Regions from separate parts of the Danio rerio genome. Here all the other regions are linked to region 2. The links are chromatin contacts, called in public HiChIP or PLAC-seq and Micro-C maps. All regions are on one chromosome and are shown on one strand. The core of a region is the stretch at or near the end of the contact, and the rest is flanking DNA. Distances in the headings are between cores, read along the strand shown.

Evidence for each region. Hi-C and Micro-C count contacts between places; a contact is called where the count stands out from the background. HiChIP or PLAC-seq counts read pairs in DNA pulled down with a chosen protein or histone mark.
Region 1: a contact with region 2 is called in an H3K4me3 HiChIP or PLAC-seq map of pancreas, with 11 times the contacts expected there. The contact joins the promoter of dgcr8 here to the promoter of znf703 in region 2. A contact is called at or near these places in 2 of 18 Hi-C or Micro-C datasets (caudal fin and an unstated tissue) and 4 of 4 datasets of contacts at active chromatin or transcription factors (caudal fin, embryo, gastrula embryo and 1 more).
Region 3: a Micro-C map of caudal fin shows a contact between it and region 2, with 6 times the contacts expected there. The contact joins the enhancer-like site here to the promoter of znf703 in region 2. A contact is called at or near these places in 8 of 18 Hi-C or Micro-C datasets (caudal fin, embryo, hematopoietic stem cells and 1 more) and 3 of 4 datasets of contacts at active chromatin or transcription factors (caudal fin, embryo and gastrula embryo).

What each region holds. Positions count from the first base shown.
Region 1 is chr5:25,175,942-25,179,673 of GRCz12tu, reverse strand. dgcr8 (DGCR8 microprocessor complex subunit) reads right to left here and starts at 1,668. Exons shown (of 14, transcript NM_001122749.1): 1 at 1,557-1,668; 2 at 1-816. The coding sequence starts at 506. It overlaps mir1306 (microRNA mir-1306), which reads right to left and starts at 423; the gene lies at 355-423.
Region 2 is chr5:24,989,309-24,992,660 of GRCz12tu, reverse strand. It overlaps znf703 (zinc finger protein 703), which reads left to right and starts at 1,371. Exons shown (of 2, transcript NM_131822.1): 1 at 1,371-2,028; 2 at 2,783-3,352. The coding sequence starts at 1,771. The region is part of intron 3 of LOC141385810 (a long non-coding RNA gene); the gene reads right to left.
Region 3 is chr5:25,119,165-25,122,496 of GRCz12tu, reverse strand. No RefSeq gene overlaps it. Among named protein-coding and RNA genes, the nearest start is that of tia1l, 54 kb to the left of the region's middle. Within about 2 kb of position 2,051, at least 24 of the 62 cell types and tissues checked have an H3K27ac peak or open chromatin away from gene starts, as enhancers often do.

The DNA of each region.
Region 1 (3,732 bases), core at 419-2,918, 190 kb before region 2:
CCCATGAAGCCAGTGCTCATAGCTGAACTGCCAGGCACGCTTCTCATCATTACAGAATCATGCAATTCTCCGTTTATGCTCTCTAGGCTCTGATCTTCATCGCTAACCTGCCCAAAACCAGTGTACAACACCTTCCTGTCTTTGCTCTTACTGCTGTCCGAAAAGCTGACACTGATCTTTACGTCTCTGAGGAGTTTGAGATCAGGTAAAAACTTGGTAACAGGGGGAGCATGGCGAGCGGTTCTAGGGCAAGTAGTCATGGGGTCAGTACTATCTGATGGGCGGCTACTAACAGACAATGTGCGTTTGTTGAGGAGAAGCTGTTCGTCCCTGTCCACTGCTGGGGTGTGTTGGTGTCCATCACCACCAGAGCTAACGTCCATTTCCTCTGCGTCACTGGACGTTTGCAGGGGAGGTGGTGGAGGTGCTTTACTGTAATCATTCCCCGCCAATACTGCGTCAGGTGGCTCCAATGGGAGGGGAGGTAAAATCTCATTTACATCCATATTTAATTTCTTAAAAATAGCTATGCTAAAACTGATACAAGAACACAATTGGGGAGAGATGTGCCCGATTTAACTAAAACAATTGCAGCCCTAACACATGCATGTATACATTATAAAGCTTGAAACTCCTATTTAGTAATAGTCATGTACATGGTTGAATATGCTAAGCTGACTACATTGTTCTTTTCATTAATGTAGACAGCTTTTTAGAAATTACTGTCTCAATTATTGGAAATCACAATGCATTCAGCTTAAATGGTTCCCATATCTAAGCACTGTCCATCCCAGGAGGCCAGATCTTCTGTCAGTACTGAAAAAGAGAAAGGAAAAAGAAAAATCAAGAGACATTGGGAAAAAGTTTTATGGCACATTAAAACTGACTTGTAATGAATAGTTTCTTTAGGTTTTGAAATTAAGTAAATGCAAACGATAATTTAAAGAACACAGAAACACTGAGGAAGATGCATTTAGTTTAAAAATAAAATCAAGCCATGCATTTATGGTGCATTTTAGCTCTAATTACAAACAAAATAAAACATTTCCAGGTCTTAAATGCTAATTTTATATTGGAAGAGCAAATTAAGAGTGCAAAACTCTGCATTTTCAACGTTTAACTCATCACAACGCATAACGAAGTGGCATTACCTCATATTAACTGTGTATTTATTTGCTATACTGTAGTGTGATGTAGCTACATGACAGCCTAAAAAATAAACACTGTATTTAAAACGCATCATAACAAGCTGAAGCCCCAAAGGCCCTTGCTAAATTGTCGGCTAAGCGAAGCTAAACAAAATGGCTGCAATTCCTCACGACATTAAAAACTACAATTTAACGTCACATTGCTCGGCTATTAAACCAGGTTTGTTCAAGCTTTTTATTTTGTTCGGCAGAAACCAGTCGAAGACTCGATTAGTGAGTCCTTATACGGTATAAGAATGAATCGTACACGCCAACCGAACCTTTTCGACCAAAGCATGCGCGATAAAGATTAACGTCGGCAGGAGAAAATATCACTGATGTTTGAGCAAACGATTTTCTTTTACTTACCCAATTAGACAACGCGTCTACTGAAGCCAGCATGCAATCATAGGCATTTTCTGCTGATTGGCTTCAGATGGCCGTGTCTTCTCTCCGCCATCTTCACTGCAGAGCTGAGCAGCATCAGATCTTTCTGAACACGCCTCTCAACCGGCGCCCACGCACATGTGATTGGCCCAATCGGCTTGATTCATATTTACTGAAGAAACTTGCTTCCGATGTCGCTGAATTGCAATTTAGGAAGTCTTGATACTATTTGTGTGATTATTGGGGAAATGAAATAAATACTACACCCGTGCATTACCCAACACTCACAAAATTGCATTTATCAAGTGTGTAAGAATGAATTTTGTGAATGTGAGAGCACACTCGAGTGTAATTTTATGTCATTATGTAGTTGTTAAAACATGAATACACGTGTAACAAGTTTTTCAAACATGCCAAACTTTGTTGACGAGTCGTTGAGTCGAATCTTTCCAATGAATCTGTTGATTTACTAATGTCCTATTCAAATCTAATATGCAAATTATGTAGCCTATGTGATACACTGTATAAAAGATATACAATTTCGTGTTTGGATTTCAAATATAAAATATATGTCGTATACAGTGTGTAAAGTAACAGATTACAAATACTCAAATTACTCTGAGTAGTTTTTTTTCTCAGGATTAGTAATTTACTACATAGTTTTAACAATGTGTACCTTCCCTTGAGTACATTAGTGCTGTGTGTGTTTTACTCCACTACTTCCTTCAACCTGCAGTCACTACTCTATTTTTTCCTATCTATGGGAATTAGAAAATTCCGTCCAATCAAACCGTAGCCTACATAGAAAGTAAATCCCATCATACTGAACTACCTTAAGACACACAGCAAACAGTTTGGAAGCATTAAAAGTGTCCAATAAGGTACTTTACACCAGGGCTGCCCAAATTAAGTTCTGGAGGGCCAAAGTCCTGTAGAATTTAGCTTCAACTTGCTCTTGCCAGAAGCTTTTTAGAATACCTGGTAAAAGCTTGATTAGTTGGTTCCGGTGTGTCTAATTGTGGATGAAGCTAAAATCTGCAAGACACCGGCCCTTCAGGATTGAGTTTGGGCATCGCTGCCCAAAACTGATCGTATATGTAAAATGTCATACAATAATTTTGTCTACCAAAAGTTACAAATATGCAGGGGTGTATTAGTCACCAATAGTATCTGAATGCAGATTATACAAGGCAAGCTGATTTGTATGTGTGTGTGAATTATTGTAATATTTAACACTTGCAATTACAACGCCCCAACATCTACTTGTATGAATGGTACTTAAAAAATAAATAAATCAAGCACATCTGCACTTGTATATATTCTTGAAAGTATTGTGCTATGAACATACACAAGGGTTAATCAGACGAGGCAGCAAACGGGTAATCAAATTCTGTCACCCTCCTCTGTTTCTCAAAAAGTTCACGTTTGCCTTTCATTTGTGTCTTGTTTATACTGCAGAAAGCATATGGGCACATGTGGAGATACTGTTACATTCAAATCTGTTTCACACAGAAATCAAACTAAGAATGTATATGTACTGCAGTTTAATGTAGATCCTTATATATCATTTCACAATAAACACTGCAAATGCAAATGTTTTCATATGACTTTATGAAACTTTTATCTTTATTATTAATAAACAACTTTACGTTTATAATGGCATTCATGAATTCACATTATAAAATGGGAGTAAACTATAGAAAACAATATAGTATTTTAACCCTCTTTTACTAAATCATGTCTCTTATCAACTCAGCAAATTTCATTTTCATGTTTAGTTTACAAACACTGCAGTACTGGAAAGAATTAAGACAAATAAAGACTCTTTTACACACAGAAAAAAAAATGAATAATTTGTCCAGAATCAACACAACATTAATGAATAATTCTTAAAATTTTATCATCGAGCTATAGGACAACATCAGACTGCACTGATACCAATTACATCTACATTCAAAATATTATACGCTTTCAAAAGTGGTCTATGTTTATCTCTAAACAATGAAATAGGCTCTATATTGACATGTTCGAAACTAAACCAGTGTCTTTCTTGACAGCTATATGCATTGGGGAAAAAAAGGTTTCGTTAGGAGCCATTGGAAATTTGTTCATTTTCTCTTCAACTTTGTCCCTTTATTAAGTCGCCACAGCAGAATGA
Region 2 (3,352 bases), core at 122-2,621:
TTGTATTATAGATGAAAAACGCTATAAAAATAGCTTTAATGCATTGATGATAAATCATTGTGCTTTCTAAATTTCAAACCAGACTTGTGATTTCAGATGATTTAATTGAAATCTTGTCTGGCCAGTGCACTTCAAAAGCACTAATGTTTATAAATTAGGTTTTATTTTTGTTTGTGTGCAGCTCTCTGAGCGCATTCGACCACATGAGCATTTACACTTTGAAAGCAATCCTGTCTAATGTGTTTTCAACTGCCTTTGAAAGTGGCTGAAAGTGGACAAGCTCACAACATTTCAGATTTAGCAATGTCAACTCATGATTGGATCGACAAAAAAAATTTAAAAATAATAATAATAGCAGGCAAAAATAGTAGCAAATAGGCATGGGATAATAACCCTTTACCGCAGTTTGGAAAAGTCAAGGTTTTAAAACCGCAAACAAAAAATCTGTTATACCTTTCCTTAAGTGTTTTTTTTACATGTTTTACAGTTATTTAGTTTTTTAAGGGCAGCAGTAGCTTCAGCAAAAAAGGATCCTCCAAATCAAAAGCTACTAGTCAGCACATGATTCAGCAAACAGCTGAGATACAAATTGCTTATAAACCAACATCCAGCATCTGAACAGTGCAGTGGCTTACTTACTTCATACTCAAAGTAAAGACAGATATCCAAAGATGCCTTTTCAGGTTGTAAAGAAATCTGTGTTGTGTTAACTAATAAATAGCAGAAGTTAATGATTCATTTTAATTATTTAGCTTGACATGTTTACAATTCTAAAACATTTTAAATGTTGGTAAAATAAAATATATTGTGTTCAAGGAATAAAAAGTTGTTGGTATTTTTCACAGAACATATTTTAGAGCAGTAATCACAATAACGTCACCGTGAAACCTTTGTTATCGTGACCATTAGTGTTATCATGACCATTAGAATCTTATACCAGCCCATGCCTATTAGCAAACAAATAAACAGTGTAAAGTATAATAGAGTTGAAGATTGCAATAGATTGTGAAAACAAACAAGATACTATTGATTATACTATAGTTTTTATTATAACTATAAGTGTTTACATTCAGCAGTAGTATTTAAATGTAAAACTACAAAATAAATACCAGTAAAAAATGGCAATAATATATCAAATAAATGGTAAACCGGCATGCCACAGCCTTTGCGTGTTTTGACATACAACGATCAAACACTTGGCCAGCGGGTCCGGAGCGAGTCAGAGGAAAGAGGAGGACAGTCTCCGCCTCTGTTGTGCCTACCCACTTATTACCGATGCAGATGCATGTGATTGGACGGCGGCTGAGCGCTTTGAAGTTCTCCCTCAGATCTCCCGTACGAGCACAGTGTATATGCGTACGGAGGGTGTAGTGAACACACACCGGAGAGCGCACGGACCAACGGAATGCCATTATTTGACACGATATTCTGCCTTGTTGTTTGTTTCTTTTTATTTTAAGACAAGTACACAATACTTCTCATATTTGTCAAGTCGTCGTTTGCGCGTAAAGGACTCGCGATCCTGCTGGGGTTTCGAGCAACACCGATTCGGTGACGGAACGATGTGGAGACGGAGTGTACGTTCTTCTTCATAGACACTGTAACAGCTCTCTTTCTCTGGACTACAGGCAGAGCTGATGTTTCAACTGGATATTTCACGGGATATAATGTCGTTTGGCTCTATACTGAAAACACTGGATATCTCTAAATGAAAACTGAACACCCGCCCCGTCGCTGCCCTCGACAGGTCTCTGATCCGCCCCGATCCAGATGAGCGAACTGCCTCCTGGATTTGCAGTCAGTCCACGGAACCAGCAGACCTTTAAAAGTCATTACATTACCAACGATAGTTCGCCCACTTGTTTAGGACTCCAGGTCGACTCGATCGCCTCACTGCCGTACCGTGATCCCGCGCGTCAGGAGAAAAGGCTGCCTATACGGATTCTCAAAATGTTGACCGCTCACACAAGTCACATACTTCACCCAGAGTATCTCCAGCCGCTCAGCTCGGCGCCCGTGAGCATTGAGGTACGACTTCTAAACCATTTGTTTCTTACTTCTGCGAAGTAAAAATATATACATTACATTTGTATGTGTTAGAGTTGCGTGTTTGTCCTAGTTTCTATAAAGCGAAAGGGTGTTCTCTTTATTTTGTGCCCGAGTCGTGTAGTACACGCAATATTTTGCGTCAACGTTTTTTAGCTCTAAGCTCCATGTTGCGCGGCTCGTTTTAATATGTAATTCGGATTTAGCCGAAAGATCCTGAAAGCGATTCAGCGGCAGTTTGAAGAAATAGTCCGGATTTAGATGAGGCCGTGCTCTGGCAACATTTTAAGGTTTCACATTTCCTTAATCGCTACTGACGTGCGCCTTTACTGCTCTTAGGTGGTTAAAGCTTCCAGCATCTACGTGCTTTTTTGGCACACAAATGGAACTTTAAAAAAGTAAATTGTGCAATCTTTTTAATAACCTGTATAAAACTCTGCATGCTCGGCACACTTTGAGTGCTGCAAAAACTACAACAATATGTCAAGTGATTTAATTCACCCTTGACATGCAAATTAACATCATTTAAAATAAAATTTAATATCCATGCGAGTTTTTTATGATGATGATGTCATTTATAAATAATCCAAGCGTAAATAGAATTATTGCATCTTCCTTGAAATATGACATATCACTGAGGGCATGCCAAAAAATTGGTCTATAAATGAAGTGTCATTTTGTTGGTGGTAAGAAAACCAAAATCATTCATTTAAAATTTCTTCTTTTTTTCCCATAGCTGGATGCTAAAAAGAGTCCCCTAGCATTGCTGGCTCAGACCTGCTCTCAGATCGGAAAGCCAGATCCTCCTCCCTCCTCTAAACTGGGATCCCTCTCCTCCAGCAGCCATGGAGACAAGGACAGCCGCTCCAGCAGCTCTAGCCTGAAGTCTGGGGAGCATCAGAACCTAGATGACAAGTCCAGCTTTAAGCCTTACTCTAAAACTGGATCAGAATGCCGAAAGGAGGGTGCTGGGATCAACAGCTCAGCAGATAAAGCGGGGTTCAGAGTGCCAAATGGCAGTTCTTCATCTGTGACGTGCACGTCTTTACCTCCGCATGCCCCATCTCCACGGGCCAGCTCCCCTCAGCAAACATCTGGACAGTCACACACACACCGGCAGTCTCAGTCTCCTCTTTCACAGAAAACAGCACATCTACAAACCACCCACATGGACTCCAAAGCTGCAGGTTCAGACCCAGGGAATGACAGCAGCAGCAGTGGTAGTGATCGCAATGGCAAAAAAGATTCGGACCACAATAAATCAAGCCTGGACGTTGTACAAATCGCCAACTCCAGTCATGCACGT
Region 3 (3,332 bases), core at 802-3,301, 130 kb before region 2:
ATTAATAAATTAATATTATTATTGATAATAATAGTAATAAGTTTTACCCTGATGAAGGCAAGTTTGCTGAAACAAGAAGGCGCAGATGATTGGCTTAGATAGAGTACATTCCCACTGTTTACCAATCAGAGGTAGAGCGGGTTTGCGCACACATCAGTGGCACACACCAACATTCAGGAGTCAGAACGATGGCAAATCCAACAAGTTGAAAGGTAGAGTTTGCAAACTGGAAATATGAGCACTACTTTTCCCTCGATGAGGTGAAAGGCAAGAATGTTGATGTATTGTGGAACTTATGCCCAGGAAAAAAAGAGTCTCTCTCCGTCTGTGACAAGTAATTCTAATCTAATGAAGCCCCTCACGTCATCACATACCCCCACAAAATTAGTAACTACGCAGGTGATAATGTGAGCTCTGCAACCATTACAGGAGATGAAGCCACAACGTCAATGCAAATAAAACTTCATTTTTCTCCACCGCAAACACTTATTACTCAGACAGAATTCAACCAAATTATATCTAGATATATAGTTGAGGACATGCTGCCATTGTCTCCCACATTGTCCCATAACAAAATTAAAATAGTGTGGATTAGTATACAATGGTTTATAATGATTTTATGGTCATCTGACAGTAACGCAATAGTTACTTTCGCTGGTAATTAGTTAATTTTATAATTATGTACCTCAGTTACTATTTGTGAGATGTAACTCGTAACTATAACTAATTACTTTTTTAAAGGAATGTGCTCAACACTGATAATTGCCATGTCAGTAAAGTTTTTTTTAACTAATTTATAATTTACTAATTATAAATTTACTAATTTTTTTTAAATTTATATCAGGGCTGTCCAAACTCAGTCCTAGAGGGCCGGTGTCCTAGAGTTTAGCTCTAAATCTAATCAAACACATCTAATCTAATCTAAACCAGCTAATCAAGTTCTTGCTAGATATGAAGCAAGTTGGAGCTAAACTCAGCTCCCTCCGGGACCGAGTTTGGTCACCCCAGCTTTATATTATATAGACGAATTCCAAATTTCATGATCACTTGCAAGAAAACTAAAACAAACACAAGCTCAACCATACTTGCTTCTTGACGTGAGAACAAACCTTACTGGTTCTTTCATTTGCTGCTTGAAATGCAAGAATGAGCCTCATTGGTTCTCATGCATTAAGCAAGCATGATTATGTTTGCTTGACTGAATACTGTAATCTGATTACTTTTTTAATGAGAATAAAAGCCTAAATTTTTGCATCTTATACAATGATCCAATCTCTTCATCTCTTAATCAATGGTTTGAAGACTCTGAAGATGAACAAATTTCATCACATTTTATTTTGATGGTCTGTTTGTTGAATTTAAGTTATATTGCATATACATGCCAAGTACTTCTCATTAGATTCTGAATAGACTGTTAGGTTGGGGTTGGGGTTGGGGTTAGTGTAAGTTGGCATGTACTTGCAAAGTTTCTTATAGTCAGTTTAATGTCTGTTGAAGGAGCAGTATCAACAAATATTAAGAAGACAGCCTACTAATACTCAAATGGACCTAAAAAAATAAAGTGTTACCCAAATTTCTCATAGAATGGCACATGGGTAAATGATAACAGACTTTGTAATTTGGAGTAAACTACCTCTTTAAATGTAGGGAGAGCATGTCCAAATAGTAAAACACAAAAAAGCCACAGGATTAAAGGTAATAATGTTTGGTTCATGCGCTGACTGATCCTCCAATAGACCATTAAAAGGTTTTAATTTAGTTTTCTTGTACAGTATATGTTGATTTGATTCTTAAAATGCAGCTACTTGCAGTTTATGAATCCCCAAAGAGCATGTTTGATGTTTGTAATGTACAGCTGAAGTAAAAAAAAGTTAGTTGCTAAAACTTGGGTGAAATATTCCAAAAACTTTTGAAGTAATTTTCTAATAATTCTTTCCAAAACTACACAATGTGATAATTTACAGAGATGCTGATGTAGTAGACAAAAGTGAGCGTCCACCACAGGCTGAACTGCCCTGCTCCACCAGCAGAGGGAGCGACTGAGGCCTAGGCATCAGCATTAGTCTGTATGTGCCACAGTGAGTTAGCAGAGCTCCATACAATGACCATGCTGTATTACAGAAAAGGGGGCTTACTGCTAACACTTCACCTCTACACCACACTTCCACAAACACACACACTTCAACATCACACACACACACAGAGCGCAGATTTAGCATCAAGCCACTGACTGATTGCTTCAGACACTGTCAACTACTGAATGACTGAGTGTGCGTGTGTGTGTGGAGCTGTCAGTGGGGCACCAAGAGTGTTTTTTAGAGTATGTGTGCAGTGATACGTAGCAAACACTGGCTTGTCCATCATCATCCATTACCCTGACAAGGAGAGAGATTAATGACCACGGGGTCAGCGAGGGGCGCCTGCTCGCCTCCCTCCCTCCCACACACACACAGTCTTTGAAGCAAAGCAGGGTGTGCTGCACACACAAAACCAATAATGTATACAGTATAAACTAAGTACAGCAGAAAAGGGGGAGAGAGAAAGATCTGGATTAATCGTCGTTTTCCCAGGGAAGTATTGTGGTTATTCTCTTGCAATTCCACGTCCTTTCCATTTACTCATGGTAGCATATTGAGTTACGCAGTGCTGTCAGGTCTTTCAGCAGTGTTAAGTCGCCGTTTGAGCTTGAGGGCAGGTTTTCATTCCAGCTCTGGACTTTCTCCGGCTTTCAATTCGTTCCCTATGTCTATCCTCGGCTCACTGTGGACATTACAGACCCTGAGCCACACGGAAATGATTTTAAGTAGATTAATATTCACCCTACAGTCAATCGACTGCTTATATGGATAGAAAATGAGCCTTTTTGTGACTGCTGGAGATTTTAATTAAGCAGAGTGAAGTTAGAAAAGCGTGAGTACGATGTTAGCATGAAGTTAGCATTGCCAAGGTCACGGGATTGAGTCCAAGAAAACATACATACTAATAAAATCGCTAGAATTTGTCAGGTTGGATTGAAGCATCTTCCAAATGTCTTTTGGATAATCTCCTCTGTGTACAAAAAAGCAGTTATCCTGGTACTAGCATGTTAGCATCTTGTTTTTAAAACTCAGCAAAGCGACTGGATTATGAACCTGTTAAATAAACCTGTTGTTACTTCCAACATCATTGGATCTTGGTCCAAAATCTGCCCTCAGAACCACCTTTAACATAAATCTCGTCATTGTCATGAGTGTGGCGAGGCGATACAAAATCTCTGCTAGATTCATTAAACAAAACTTGGCAGCCACTTCAGTTATTAATTTCTATGCTGCTTGATGATCTTTATTATATTT